Linked DNA regions of Cyprinus carpio: region 1 is linked to region 2. A link is a contact called in public Hi-C data. All regions are on one chromosome and are shown on one strand. The core of a region is the stretch at or near the end of the contact, and the rest is flanking DNA. Distances in the headings are between cores, read along the strand shown. Region 1 holds the start of LOC109058387 (male-specific lethal 1 homolog). Region 2 overlaps LOC109099452 (zinc finger E-box-binding homeobox 1-like).

What was found. Hi-C and Micro-C count contacts between places; a contact is called where the count stands out from the background.
Region 1: a contact with region 2 is called in a Hi-C map of skeletal muscle, with 4 times the contacts expected there. The contact joins the promoter of LOC109058387 here to the enhancer-like site in region 2. A contact is called at or near these places in 6 of 8 Hi-C or Micro-C datasets (liver, red blood cells and skeletal muscle).

Annotation. Positions count from the first base shown.
Region 1 is chrA12:14,402,227-14,408,862 of ASM1834038v1, reverse strand. LOC109058387 (male-specific lethal 1 homolog) reads right to left here and starts at 4,932. Exons shown (of 9, transcript XM_042767739.1): 1 at 4,683-4,932; 2 at 3,447-4,134; 3 at 2,827-3,008; 4 at 2,410-2,720; 5 at 2,267-2,331; 6 at 1,858-1,925; 7 at 1,184-1,311; 8 at 992-1,064; 9 at 1-909. The coding sequence starts at 4,061. The coding sequence ends at 819.
Region 2 is chrA12:14,272,633-14,279,337 of ASM1834038v1, reverse strand. LOC109099452 (zinc finger E-box-binding homeobox 1-like) reads left to right here. Exons shown (of 8, transcript XM_042767727.1): 3 at 3,590-3,745; 4 at 4,789-4,991; 5 at 5,397-5,508; 6 at 5,860-6,705. Among protein-coding and RNA genes, the nearest start is that of LOC109099452, 51 kb to the left of the region's middle. Within about 2 kb of position 1,582, at least 1 of the 8 cell types and tissues checked has an H3K27ac peak or open chromatin away from gene starts, as enhancers often do. A contact at or near this core is called in skeletal muscle, where this site is marked.

The DNA.
Region 1 (6,636 bases), core at 3,683-6,182, 130 kb before region 2:
AAGGTTTTAAGATAAAATATATGTATTTTCAATAAGAAGGTTGAGGTACAACGAAAACAACATCATCAGACCAACTAACTGATCCAAAAATAACATAAAGGGCATTGTCTTTAGACCTGCATGGGATGCTGAACAGCTTCAGAGACACTTGAATGGCCATACACACAATTCTTACTTACTCTTTTACATCGGGGCATTCATCTACACATTTTAGCATCCTTACTACAGTCCTGACAATTTCTTTCCCTCTAAACAACTACACTATGTTTACAAAAATATGTACATTTTTAGGCATAAGATTTATCATGCACAATTACATTTGCAAAAACAAAAGCTCTTTTAAAAAGTCACTCTCAACACAAACATTGAGGCATTACATGCAAATGTGCAGCAGTACTCCATAACCACAGTTTAGTGCACATTAAAAAACAGTATTTGCAGTGGAGCCTGCAATAATCAATATCACTTAGCCTCAGTGAAAGTACACAGAACAGGACTACAAGAAAAGGATTTAATCAAGGCCACACACTGACTGTGAGGGAACTAAAATAGCAGTTAGCTGGGCAGTTAGTGCTTTATTATCAGGGCACAATAAAATGAATACACAGCTGCAATGCTGCCATTTCTTTCCCGCCTAAACAGTCTCTGTGCGAGCAGAAGGCAGGTGGACACAAAACCGTAATGATGAGCTAATATTCTGTCACTTGATTGAACAAACCCCGCTTTGCCTGCTTCAACCCCATGTTCTGCCACAAGACATGAAGTAGCTTTCCTCTGTGTGGTACTCAACTCGGACACATAGCAAGAACATGTGCAACTCATTTGCGACAGGTCCTGTGAGGTGTTTGTTTCTTTTGGTTTTCAATGCGACATCGACTTCTTTCATCAAGCCAGGGCAGCTCAAAATTTCTGGCAGACAGCAAATGATTGTTATATGACACTTAAACAGTATTTAAAAGCAGTTATATGTTAATCAAGAGATATTTCTTACTGTTGAGGCAAACTGGGCAAAGGCCGACCAAATGCCACTACTGGCAGAAAGGGTGTTACCATGATGGCCTCCACTGTACAAGAGGAAAGTAATATGGAATAAATAAAGAAAATACGGTATATGATAACAGCTTTTTCGTTTATAAAGACAATACAAAAATACTATTTTATAAAATGAATCTAAAAGACATACCATTGTCCACATCAGGATAAAACGAGAACAACTCTGGCTCGCTCTCCTGAACATTTGTCTTTTTCTTCTCCATGCGCTGCTGCAGTCTTTGAAGCATACGCTGTTCACGTATTCTCTGAATGTCCCATCTAAGAGAAGAAAAGAGCAAGAAAATTAAAAGTGTTGTTTCAAACAGTTAATAACTGTACATAAACAGTGAACTTTTAATGACAGTTATTCATTTGAAGTATATCACTATATTTGTTGTGAAGAAAACTTGTCTGTTAAGGGAACTCCGTTAACCACAAGCTGCAACTGTCATCTTTATTATTATATATGCATATATTTAAGTAGGTATGCTGAGTTTTAGTCTCAATTAAATATCACAATATAACTCATAATTCACGTCATGCAAGGACCATGTGACACTGAACGCTAAAGTAATAATGGCTGCTGAAAATTCAGCTTTGCCATCACAGAAATGTGCATTTTAAACTTTATTAAAACAGACAACAGTTTATTTTAAATTGTAATAATATGTATTTATGAACAAATATATGAAGATGAAGCACAAGAGATTTCAAAACCTTCAAAAAACATTTGAATGTGCATGAAAAAACGAAAACAAAAGGGTCAAAAATGGGTTGATGCCACGAACACAGATCAGTAAACAATTGTCTAAAAATAAATCTCACCTTTTTCGTCTCTTCTCATCCAGTTCTAACTTTGCGTGCCGCTTCAGAAAAACATTGTCATCAAGATTCTAAATAAAAAAAGATGGACAAATGACAATAGGCCTTGTAATTAAAGGAATAGTTCAAACAAAAATGAAAATTTTGTCATTATTTACTCACTCTCAAGTTTATTTTTTACTTTTGAGCACACAATATATTTTGAAGAATGTTGGTAACCAAACAACCATTGAACCAAATACTAAGGTCATCAATAGCTACTATCAACTGTATGTTTACCAACATTCTTCAAAATATCTCCTTCTGTATTCAACAGATAAAAAAAGAAATTTATACAGGTTTGGAACAACATGAGTGAAGTGAGTAAATGATTTATGTATAATACATATATGACGCAAATGATGACTCGTACTTCAGGGATGTCAACAGCCTCTTCCTCCTGAAGGGGTTCCATTGTGTTTTCCCTCCATGATGGGACTGAGGAAAAAATGTTTGTATTACAATTTGTAAATCAATGTTTACAGCTGCCATTTTGCATTTGAGCCAAGCACATACTTGCAACATCCTCTTCCTTCTTTGGAGACTCATCCCTTAATGGAGAGGCTGGAGGTTGCTGCCAGCAGCAGAGGTACATCTCAGTTGTTGTCATGTACGGAAGATCTTCCGTTTCTTTGCTGTCTTCCTCTCCCTCTGGCTGCGGGTCCATTTGCCCAGAGGATTTCACAACATTTGTCTTCTCTGGGGTCTCCTTGTTTCGTAGGTCCCGCTGACATGGTGATGTCCCTTCTGTCTCTAATTTTTGTGGGGTCATTTTTGAGGTCTTACCCCTTGACCTCTGATTCTTTGCATCTAACAAGCTGAACTTCCTAGGCAGAGTATTTACAAGTCACGACAGTCAAGCAGAAGCCACAAGAAGCCAGAAGAGGAAAATAACAGGAAAGAGTGATTAACAGGTGAATTTCCCAGTCTTACCTCTTTTGCACTTTGCCACTTGACTTAGACGCCTGAGATTGAGGGCTGTCACCCAAATGTGATTCCCAAAAGTCATCGCTGTCAGGAACCCATCTCTCTAGTGGCTGGAAGAGCCTCTTGTCACGTGGTTCCTTACTTAACAACTGCAAACGGCGCTCCATCCGCTCAATTCGGGCAAGCAACTGTTTCAAGGCAGGACAAATACATTAGAAAAAAATCATAAGTCTTCCGAATGAGAAAATGGTTGCAAGTATAAACAATAAACCAAGGGTGCATTTATCAAAAACACAGTAAATACAGTATTATTGTGAAATAAGCGCAATTTAAAATATCGCTATTTTAATGTATTCTTAAATGTAATTTATTCTAGCTGAATTTTCAGCAGCCATTACTCCAGTGTCACATACTCCTTTAGAAATCATTCGAATATTCTGATTTGGTACTCAAGAAACATTTCTTATTTATTATCAGTTTCGAAAACAGTTGTGCTGCTTAATATTTTTGTGGAAACTGTGATGCATCTTTTTTCCAGGATTTCTTTGATGAATGGAAAGTTCAAAAGAACATTTCATTTGTGCTCATTTTAAAAATCTCACTGACCCCAACGCTTGCATACATACCGTGTCTCTGTCTGATTTGAGTTCATCTATTTCCTTGTCCTTAGACTGCAGCTGTTGCTGTTGTTGCTCTATCAAGTCCAGCTGAAGCAGAAGCAGTTGTTTCAGGCAAGTGGCTTGTGCGTGAGGATGACTGCTGATTTTCCTCATATTCGTCCTTTTGCCCTCTGAGTTTTCATTAGACACCCCCATAGTCTCTAACCCTTTGGCACTTTTCTCACCCACAGGGTCTCTAGAATTACTATGTGAATTCATGGATACAAACTCTGGCTTGTTATCAATGGTGTTGGTCTGTCCAAAAGGAGTTTTACTTTTTACAGGGGTGCCTTCACCCCCCATTTGTTTAGCTTGAGATGACAGTGTTTCTGTGCCCACAGAGCCAGCCTCTGAAGCGACAGCCAACTCTCTGCCAGGCTTTAAAGGCAATGAAGTCCGTTCAGCTTTCCCACCCAGAGTCTTGTCCAAGATCGGATGTTGTCTGGTCCTGTCAGGAGTGTCACCGAAAGGATCTCCAATCTCTCTTCGGACACTAACTGGGTGTCTTGTTTGAGATGGGCTTAAGTCACAGTTGTTTGAGTACAATCCCACTTTAGAAAAGCATTCGGGTCGCATATTCATGACGAACAAAAGCCTCTACCTCATGAACCATGGCTCCTATAGAGTTGATATCAACAATGGTGTGTCTGCAGACCTGTACAAGAAAAAAAAAAAAAAAAAAACAATTAGAATCAATATAATAACAAAGTGACGGATATTTTAATTCCAACTCATTGTTTTGAGGATCTCCTTGAATTCTGTAGACTGTAAGTATATCCTTCCTTTCTATACATGGAACCTAACCTTCTGTATAAAGTTAAAATAAATCTACTGAGTAAGCGTAGACTAAATAAAACACCAAAACCATTCACATACTATCTGTTACGATATTAAGTTGTCTACAGGCTAGAAATCAGATGTTTGGTCATAAACAACAGATCACTGCAGCTCACTACCGGTTGCGCTCGGGTGAAGACATGCACACATCTATTACAATAATACTAAAGCTACATGTGGATCTGCTTATTAAACGCTGTGACGCATATCGTTCAAGAGGTATGAACCATTTTAACTCGAGCTAATAATAAATAGCCCGCCTCCATTTTGATCTTCATTGCTAGCTAGCCGCTGTTAGCAAACGAGGTAATAAAATAAAGTCGTTTTTGCTGCACTACGAGTTTGAATCCATGCCGCATTTCTTACATAGTTGCTGGTTCGCCCACGATAAAATCCCAATGATCTGGAGAAACGCGTTTTAATTAAGCCTTCTACTTTACTTTTATTGCTGTTTGTCCCCCATTTTCAAGCTTGAATCTGCACAATGTTCCAACATACGAGTGCGTTTGACTCAGTGCGCATGCGCCGTCTCAGGACGTGTTTACATTCAGAGTGAAGGGGCTTTCCAGCGATATTAAAAGGCAGTGTGCGTATAAAAGTTTCTATGCACTTAAACTGAGTATAGTTACTTTAACATAGGTAAACTACTCAGGATAGTTCTGGTATTGGAACGCTAATTGTCCGTCTGAGAAAAAAATATGGGGATCATGATCATGCTGTGCACACTTGAGGAAGCGACCTTCCCCAGCGTCATTTCCTCTGACGTTTTGCACTCCGTTCGGTTTATTATTATTATTATTATTATTATTATTATTATTAATTTTAAAGACATTATTTAAGTACACTATATGATTCTTATTCTACTAAAACAATGCTTGCTTTGTTATAAATGTATCTTTGCAAATTTTATATCCACAAATGTAAGTTCACTAACAACAACCGATTTTTCCCGATCTTTCTGAAAGAATTTAAAACGTATCTCAACATCATTTCATCTTCAGTTAAAAAGCAAGCAGAACGACGTCCATTTGCAATGACTTTTAATTTGTATACTCTCGTACCATGTTTTTCTGTCTTCTACTTTAAAAAATATATATATTTTTTTCAGTCTTTAGCAAATGATTGAAAACTCTTTTTCTCTGTATTCAGTTGACATTGAGCGTATGTCCAGGTGTATTTTTTGCATTGATACAACTTTAATGACAGTATTTCACCCATCACTTTGAAGAAAAAATTACCCACTTATTGTAAAATAGTGTTTGTTGCCAAAAAATTGTTGTGTTTTTTTTTTCGGATACATTATGTTTTTGTGTGTTTGAAATTAGTAAAAAGTCTACATTTGTAAAAAGCGTTCATATGTATTAGCTGATAAGGAAAAATTATAAATTTGAAAAGATAATGATTTCAAAAATCTAATTCAAATGGAGTTTATTTCACCTGCTGGTTTCAGCAGCATGAGATTACATGCGTTTACATGTGTTTAACTTGTGTCACCAGCAGGGGGAGATATAATACAATTGATAATCATTTTCTAATTCTAACTCAGAATCAGAAAGAGCTTTATTGCCAACTATGCTTGCGCATACAAGGAATTTGTTTTAGTGACATAAGCTTCCAGTACAGAGACAAAAACAACACACACAGACAAAAAAAAAAAACACCCAAAAAATACAAATATTGCAAAATAAATAAATTGTATGAACAGTTGTTCTATAGATGATAATGGAATAGAATAGAGGGAGATGCAGGGATGTACTAGGATGAAGGGGTAACAAATAAATATAAGGATATTGCACATTTTTATTGCATAAAGCATAACTCATTCTCTCGTAGTTTTGATGCAACCCAGAAAGAGGGGGGCTTTAAAAAGGAAAACAATTATTATCTCACTTGACTTATGCAAACTGAAGTGAGTAAAAGACAGTAATGGACCAGATCAATGTATATATGAATCTGTTTCTCTGTGTTCACAAGCTGTTCATGTCCATATTGCAATATTCTTCTACACAGAACAGAAAGATAGGAAAAAAGAAACAAATCAGAGGTAAAGAGAGAAACAGTAGCCGAAGTGATTCTTCACTTATCATGGTTTGCATTGCAATATTAAACCACAGTATGCACAATAGACAGCTACAGGTCTTGTGGCATCTGTCATATTCTCTTCTGCCAGCATAATTTTCAAATGGCTCTCCTCCAGTATGTGTCTGCTTTAGTATTGAATATCTGAGCATGTGCATGATGCTGTTCATAATTATAATATCAGTCAATATTTACCCCACCATATGCTGAGGACACACAGGGGTGCCCCTCTCTCCTCGTC
Region 2 (6,705 bases), core at 333-2,832:
GAAAACCTAAACAGTCAAGATAATAATAATAATAATAAAAATGAAGATATTGGATCTTCAGAGCCAAAGGGCAGGGGCATCTGAGATTTTTTTTATTTTTTTTATGAAAAAATAAATAATTATATCAAATATTTCATCAGTTGATCTGACCTCAATAAAATATGAATATTAAAAGATAAGATCAGATGTTTTATCAAGCAATTATTATTTTTACATTTAGATACATGTAAGGCAGAAGACCATGTGACAGTTTTCCTCTTGAACCATTTTTATATTTTGCTTAAAATAAGTATCTACTAAAATAAATAAACGTGTACATGTACATGATAATCAAAATGCTCGCATCATAAACAGACAACAAATTAAATAGTAATTTCAAAGTTTGCCATTTTTTAAAATAAGTTTGTTTTAAACATGCTGATTAATGCTAAATGTAGATGGAATTGTATTATCACAAACCTTGTTTGAATGATCAGATATATTTTCAGCACTTGCAGTTTGTTTTCTTGTTTTAGCAAAAGTATCGATGTATTTCTGCTACTGTTGTTAAAATAACCACGTCATCGGCAGCTCTCAATGGTGCTTTAGCGTCTTTATAGAGAAGCAATGCGCACGGGAAGGGCTTGCATGAACTGCATTTGGATCTAGAATCTAGATAAAGATATCAGAGAATATAACGCCGATAGATTGTTACAATAAACGACCCGGAGCGCTCATGGTGTGAACTGCTTCATTGTTTTGACTCGCTGGTCACTTTATCTAGAAAAATGGTGGTAAAATAGTGCCTCCACTGTCTCGCGGTCTGGACCCGGACTGCGGTCTGCCATTTAAATATGCCTGGTCTATGCCATGAGGCACAGAAGAATCAGAATCATGTGAATCTCATAAAGAGATGTTCAGTTAACATTCTACTCCCAGTGTTTGGGGTCGGTAAGAAAAAAATGCAGTAAAAGAGAAATATTGTGAAATATAATATGAATATAAAGACTTTTCAGCCATTACTCGTCTACAGTGTCACACGATACTTCAGAAATTTCTATCATGAGAACTCTAGGACTCATTATTGTGCATATTGATTAATTATAAGGGCAAAGAGATAATGTAAGAATTACAATTCTTGAATCACTTTGATCTCTTTTTCTTTATAATTATTCAGTGTAGAATTGTAACATTGCCTCCACCTATTTACTTCTGTTGGACATGCCAGGGTGTTTTACGGTACAAGCACAAATAAGTTTAAGAGTGTTGTCTGTTCAAACCAGTATCTGATACAGATCATGTGAGCAACCTCACAGAAAAATCAGATTTGGGCCACATTCAGCCTCAGTGATAATGCCATAGTCAACTGTAACGGTTTTGTTAGTGGGTTTAATGTCTTCATTTTCTCTACTTAATCATCCGAGTTAAAGTAAATCTGTAAACTGGCTGAGATTTAGACTCATGTGACCCAGCTCTAACATGCTAACTAGTGCACCATCATCAAATCAAACCAAGCCCGTTGCAGTACACTCTTGCACTTTATCTGACCTTCAACCCTAATAAGGTCAGGATGTCATATATGATCATATGTACACGTGTTAGTTACTTAACTGAGCTTAGACTACAACAAGTATCTTAATTCTCTTCAAAAAAGGTTTAAGCTTGTTGTACAATCACAAGACTATCTGTCTCCCTCTGTCAACAGTTTTTATTGTAAGGCCTGAGTGGATATTGTTCCACACAAGATGTCACGGGATTTAATAATGAGGCGTAATAAAGTGTTTCTTGGAAATGCTGTAGTGTAGATCTGAGTGTAGAATGAGGAAGGAGACACTCTCGTCCAGCCCCACTTACATTCATGTCTCTATCTCTGGCCCACTTATAATGTGAGATTGTCACGGCTACAGTTGTGTTATGATGTCATGACAACAGCATGCTGTAATGGCTGTATAGTGCAGGGCAAAGCTTGGAGCGAGAGCTCTGGTAATCATCTGTTCCTTCACTTGTGGAACATCTCACACCCAGATTTCAACATAATTTAAATCTCACAGGAACGTTTGGGAGGGACCTACTGAAACATTTGCCATTTAAATCACTGGAGATCATGATATCCGGTCATTCAAGAGCGTAGTTGTGTAAATGAATCAGTGAAATCAGTCTTCTGTTACTCTTATTTTTGTACCTGCTTACATGATAGGCAGTGTTACTCTGGTCTGCAAAATTACTGACAAAAATATTTGTTGACCAGATTTAAATCAACATATAATAATTTTATCATAATGAAAAAAATAACTAAAATACAATGAGAACTATAACACTGCAAGATATTAAAAACACATTCAAATGTTTTTAGATTAATTTATATTTTGTTAATCTTGAGTAATGTTAAATGTTGGATGCATTAATAAATGTTTCAATTTATGGACATCATCATAAACTAAAGTCATGCTATTTCAGAGTAGAATGGACTAAAATAAAAAATGTAATGCATTTATAATTAATTAATATATGTTTATTAATAAATTAAAAATAAGGCAAATTATACAATTAAAATGTTAATAAATAATAAATAATGAATTAGTATTAAATAATAGCTAATAACAATTATAATAACTACTGACAATTAAATAAACATTTTAAAGACAAAAGTGACTAAAAAAAGGAAAAAAAAAATAATGATAATAAAAAGAAATAAATAAAAAAACACTGATGACAGGATATGTGTCATCTTTGTATAGAACCAAGGACATCCGTCTATACTGTGGTGAGAAAAACCTACACGTCAGACAAATAAACAGTGTCTGTGTGAATCAGTGTCCCTTATGGAGACATCACTGCTGACAAGGGTAGAGTGCACTAGAAAAAGAGAAGGAGAGTGAGAACGAGCAAAAGAACACTGACATAAACAAAAACAAACAAACAAAAAACACCTCTTCATTTTGTTTTTGTCCTCACATATAGCAGGATCTCTTAAATCGTTCCGACACACAAATGCACAAATGTCCTCAGGTGTTTCCGAATGTTGTTTTGACTCACTAGCAAATGCCATTAGTTGTAATTGCTGACATTGCGGACTCATTTTCAGCATACGCATGAGAGAGCGCATTGCTAAGGCACAGTCTTCCGCCCGAGGGCTCAGTTTCTCCCGAAGCCTTTGCTTGTTCATTTGCAATCGTTAGTTCAGCCAGTCTTTTGTTTGTGAGCAAAAGAGAATGAGCAAAAGAGAATTTCTCAAATTAAAGAAGCTCGTTTAATGGGGACGTTGAGCTCAGATTGTGCATTAAGCCCAAAATTGAATTAGCTGCACCAGAGTCATTTCTTTTTCATTTGCTTTTAATAGGTAAATGTGCAATCCAGGACTAATATGCGTTTTTGTGGGTTTACATACCCATGTACATGAAGCTATGTATCTACAGCTTATTTTGAGTATTTAGCTAATGTACTGTTTAATAGTGAGTCACCACTAAGTATTTTGGCTGTTATTTGCTCTCATTCAAATAACTCATCCTTTATATTTTTATCGTGCATTGGGCCGCATCATATGACTGATATTCTGTCCACAGACACAGCGGTGAGCATCAGTGTAAGTGTGTATTTGTGCGTGTTGCAGTGAGAGAGGAGTGTGTGTCGGATGAGGATGAGAGGAGCAGAGATGCTTTGGTTGAGGAGATGCTCCAGCAAGGAGACACGGCCGTCATCTTCCCAGAGGCTCCAGAAGACGAACCGCGACAGGGTACGCCAGAAACCAGTGGACATGATGAAAATGGTACACGCACACATCACACACACATCGTAAACACTTCATCAGGTAAAAAGCATAGTTAACATCAGACAATGCTTCTTCTGAGTAGCAAATTCAAAATATCATCTTGCTCATTCCTAATCAGTGTATTTTTGTTATTCTGGTGTTGTTTTTTGAGAAATTTATGCAGAAGACACGAGGGTTCACATACTTTTTCCTGCAACTGTATGCACATACCATTCGAATCCCACATACTGTATGGAGACCGGCACAACAGCCACACTTCTTCTTGACCACTAATGTCTCTAAAATGATTTCTGTTACACCTGCAACACCTTTAAATTTAAGTGTTTCCTTAAATTTATACATTTGGTTTGAGAAATATGACAATAGTGTATCTTAATTTGTATGCACTATAATGGCATTTCAATTAAAGTTATTAAATTATGACAGTGTATGATGTGTCAACCATGGCTTTATTATTTTGTTAATATGCACTGTCAAATCTTCTCTGGCCTGTTATTCACGTTGCTTTTGTAACAGGCTTCACCAACAAGCATTTTCTTTCATTTATTAAATAAATCCATCATCCATCCAATTAATTACCTTCCTTCCTTCCTTTTCTTTCATTAACCACCCACCAACCATTTCCTTGTTCTTTTTATGTTAGCTGCTGTTCTTCAGCTCTTCTTGCTGGAGATATTTCAGGATATGAAATGTCACACATTAAAGATCTTCCCTAACTCTCATATTCTCATTTGCCAGTGCATTGATCCATGTCTGAATGTGCACACACTCACGTCACAGATAAACTTCTGAGCCACAAATCCATACTGGATTCCCTTGTTTTACCGTACATTAGTCTACCTGCACACCTCTTCAGATATATTTGAATAACAGTAAATTGTTGTATGCAAATTTGCATACATTTACAACTACTGATAGATAACAGATTTTTTTCTTTCATGTTTCAAATATATGCTTTTGAGGAAATAAAGGAGAGAGAGATAACAGAGGGAGTCACTAAACATTAAAATGTAATATACTTTCTTCTCTCTCACTTTCAGGCACGCCAGACTCATTTTCTCAGCTCCTCACATGTCCCTATTGCTCTCGTGGCTACAAGCGTTACACCTCACTGAAGGAGCACATTAAATACAGACACGAGAAGAGCGAGGACAACTTCAGCTGCTCTCTCTGCAGCTATACCTTTGCCTATCGAACACAGCTTGACAGACACATGACCGCGCACAAAGCTGGCCGAGAACAGGTACTCTGTCCTTATTCTGTAATGTGTGTAAGAAGTTTGATTTAATGACATTTTGGTTAACCGTGTTAAATGTAAAGTGATCAAAATGGTTTCTAGGGGCCAACTGGGGTAGAAAGGCTACAATTTTAGAATGTTGCATAACGCAGTGAAAGGAAAATATTTAAAATCAGACTCAAAATGGTTGAATTTAACACATTAGTAATGCACAAGGCTTAAATCTCTCATGCAATACCTACAGAAAAGTACCAAAAGCTGTAAACTGTAAATTTAAATGTTGTCATTATATATGATATAAAGGGCATATTGTTAAAAATCAAGCACACTTCTTGAGAGATTTTACACTTACAGATAAATGACAGCAGTGTTGTTCATCCTATTATAACACACTCTCTCTTATGTTTTTAGCGGCATGTTACTCAGTCAGGTGGAGGAGGGAATCGAAAGTTTAAATGCACTGAATGTGGCAAAGCCTTCAAGTACAAACACCACCTGAAAGAACACCTGCGCATCCACAGTGGTGAGGACTACTTGAAATATGCTACAGTTGTGTATGTTGCAGTGTCTGTGTGTGTGTGTGTGTGTGTGTGTGTGTGTGTGTGTGTGTGTGTGTGTGTGTGTGTGTGTTTGCAAGCATGCATATGTGTGTGCATTCGTTCACTTTGTACAAATTTGTAGAGCAATTCAGCATTCAAGTAAAAAAAAAAAAAAAAAAAAAAAAAAAAAAAAAAAACACATTTTCTGTGTAGTAGTTTCTTTTGAATGAAGTATGTATTTAATTTACTTGAGATTTACCAACCAGTCACAATGGTGACCTCAACAGTAAAAGCAATATGTGAATTGTCGGTTTCTTCATTTTTTTATTGTGTAGGAGAAAAGCCTTATGAGTGCTCCAACTGCAAGAAGCGTTTCTCTCATTCCGGCTCCTACAGTTCCCACATCAGCAGTAAGAAGTGCATTGGCCTCATCTCAGTAAATGGGCGGCCACGAACTTCTCCCGCCACCGGGGGTGCTAAGACCCCGCAGTGCTCTTCCCCATCCCTGCCAACCTCTTCCCCCACGGCACGTGTCCAAGTCAGAGACAAATTGGACAATAGCAAACCCCTTCAGGAACAGCTTCCCTTGACACAGATCAAGTCTGAGCCACTGGACTACGAGTACAAGCCTGTGGTGTTGGCCCCATCTGCTAGAGGCGTAAATGGCATGTTCCAGGGTGCTGTACAGGCTGTTGTGCTCCCAACAGTGGGTCTGGTATCCCCAATCAGCATCAACCTGGGGGACTTACAGAACGTGCTGAAGGTGGCAGTGGATGGGAACGTCATCAGGCAAGTGCTGGAAAGCGCGCAAGCTAAGGGGCAGCAAGCAGGGACAGGAATCGTTGGAACAGGAGGGGTGGGAATTGCACAAGCACCCCAGCAAGTCATACAGGCCATTAGTCTTCCCATCTTAGATCAGGATGGCAGTGCTAAGATCTACATCAACTACAGTCTGGACCCTTCACAGGCCCAAGCAGTCCTTCAAAGTCCAAAGAAGGAACCTTTGGGGTTGAACACAGAAGCCTGCAAGGCGCAGAAGCTGCCAGAAGACCTGACGGTCAAGACAAATAGGGACAAAACCACCATCACTGTGGACAAGAAAAATATTTTACACAATGACACAACACTTAAGCACTGTGGTAAAGATGGACATAGGATAAATGGGAAAAATCTTGAGGGGA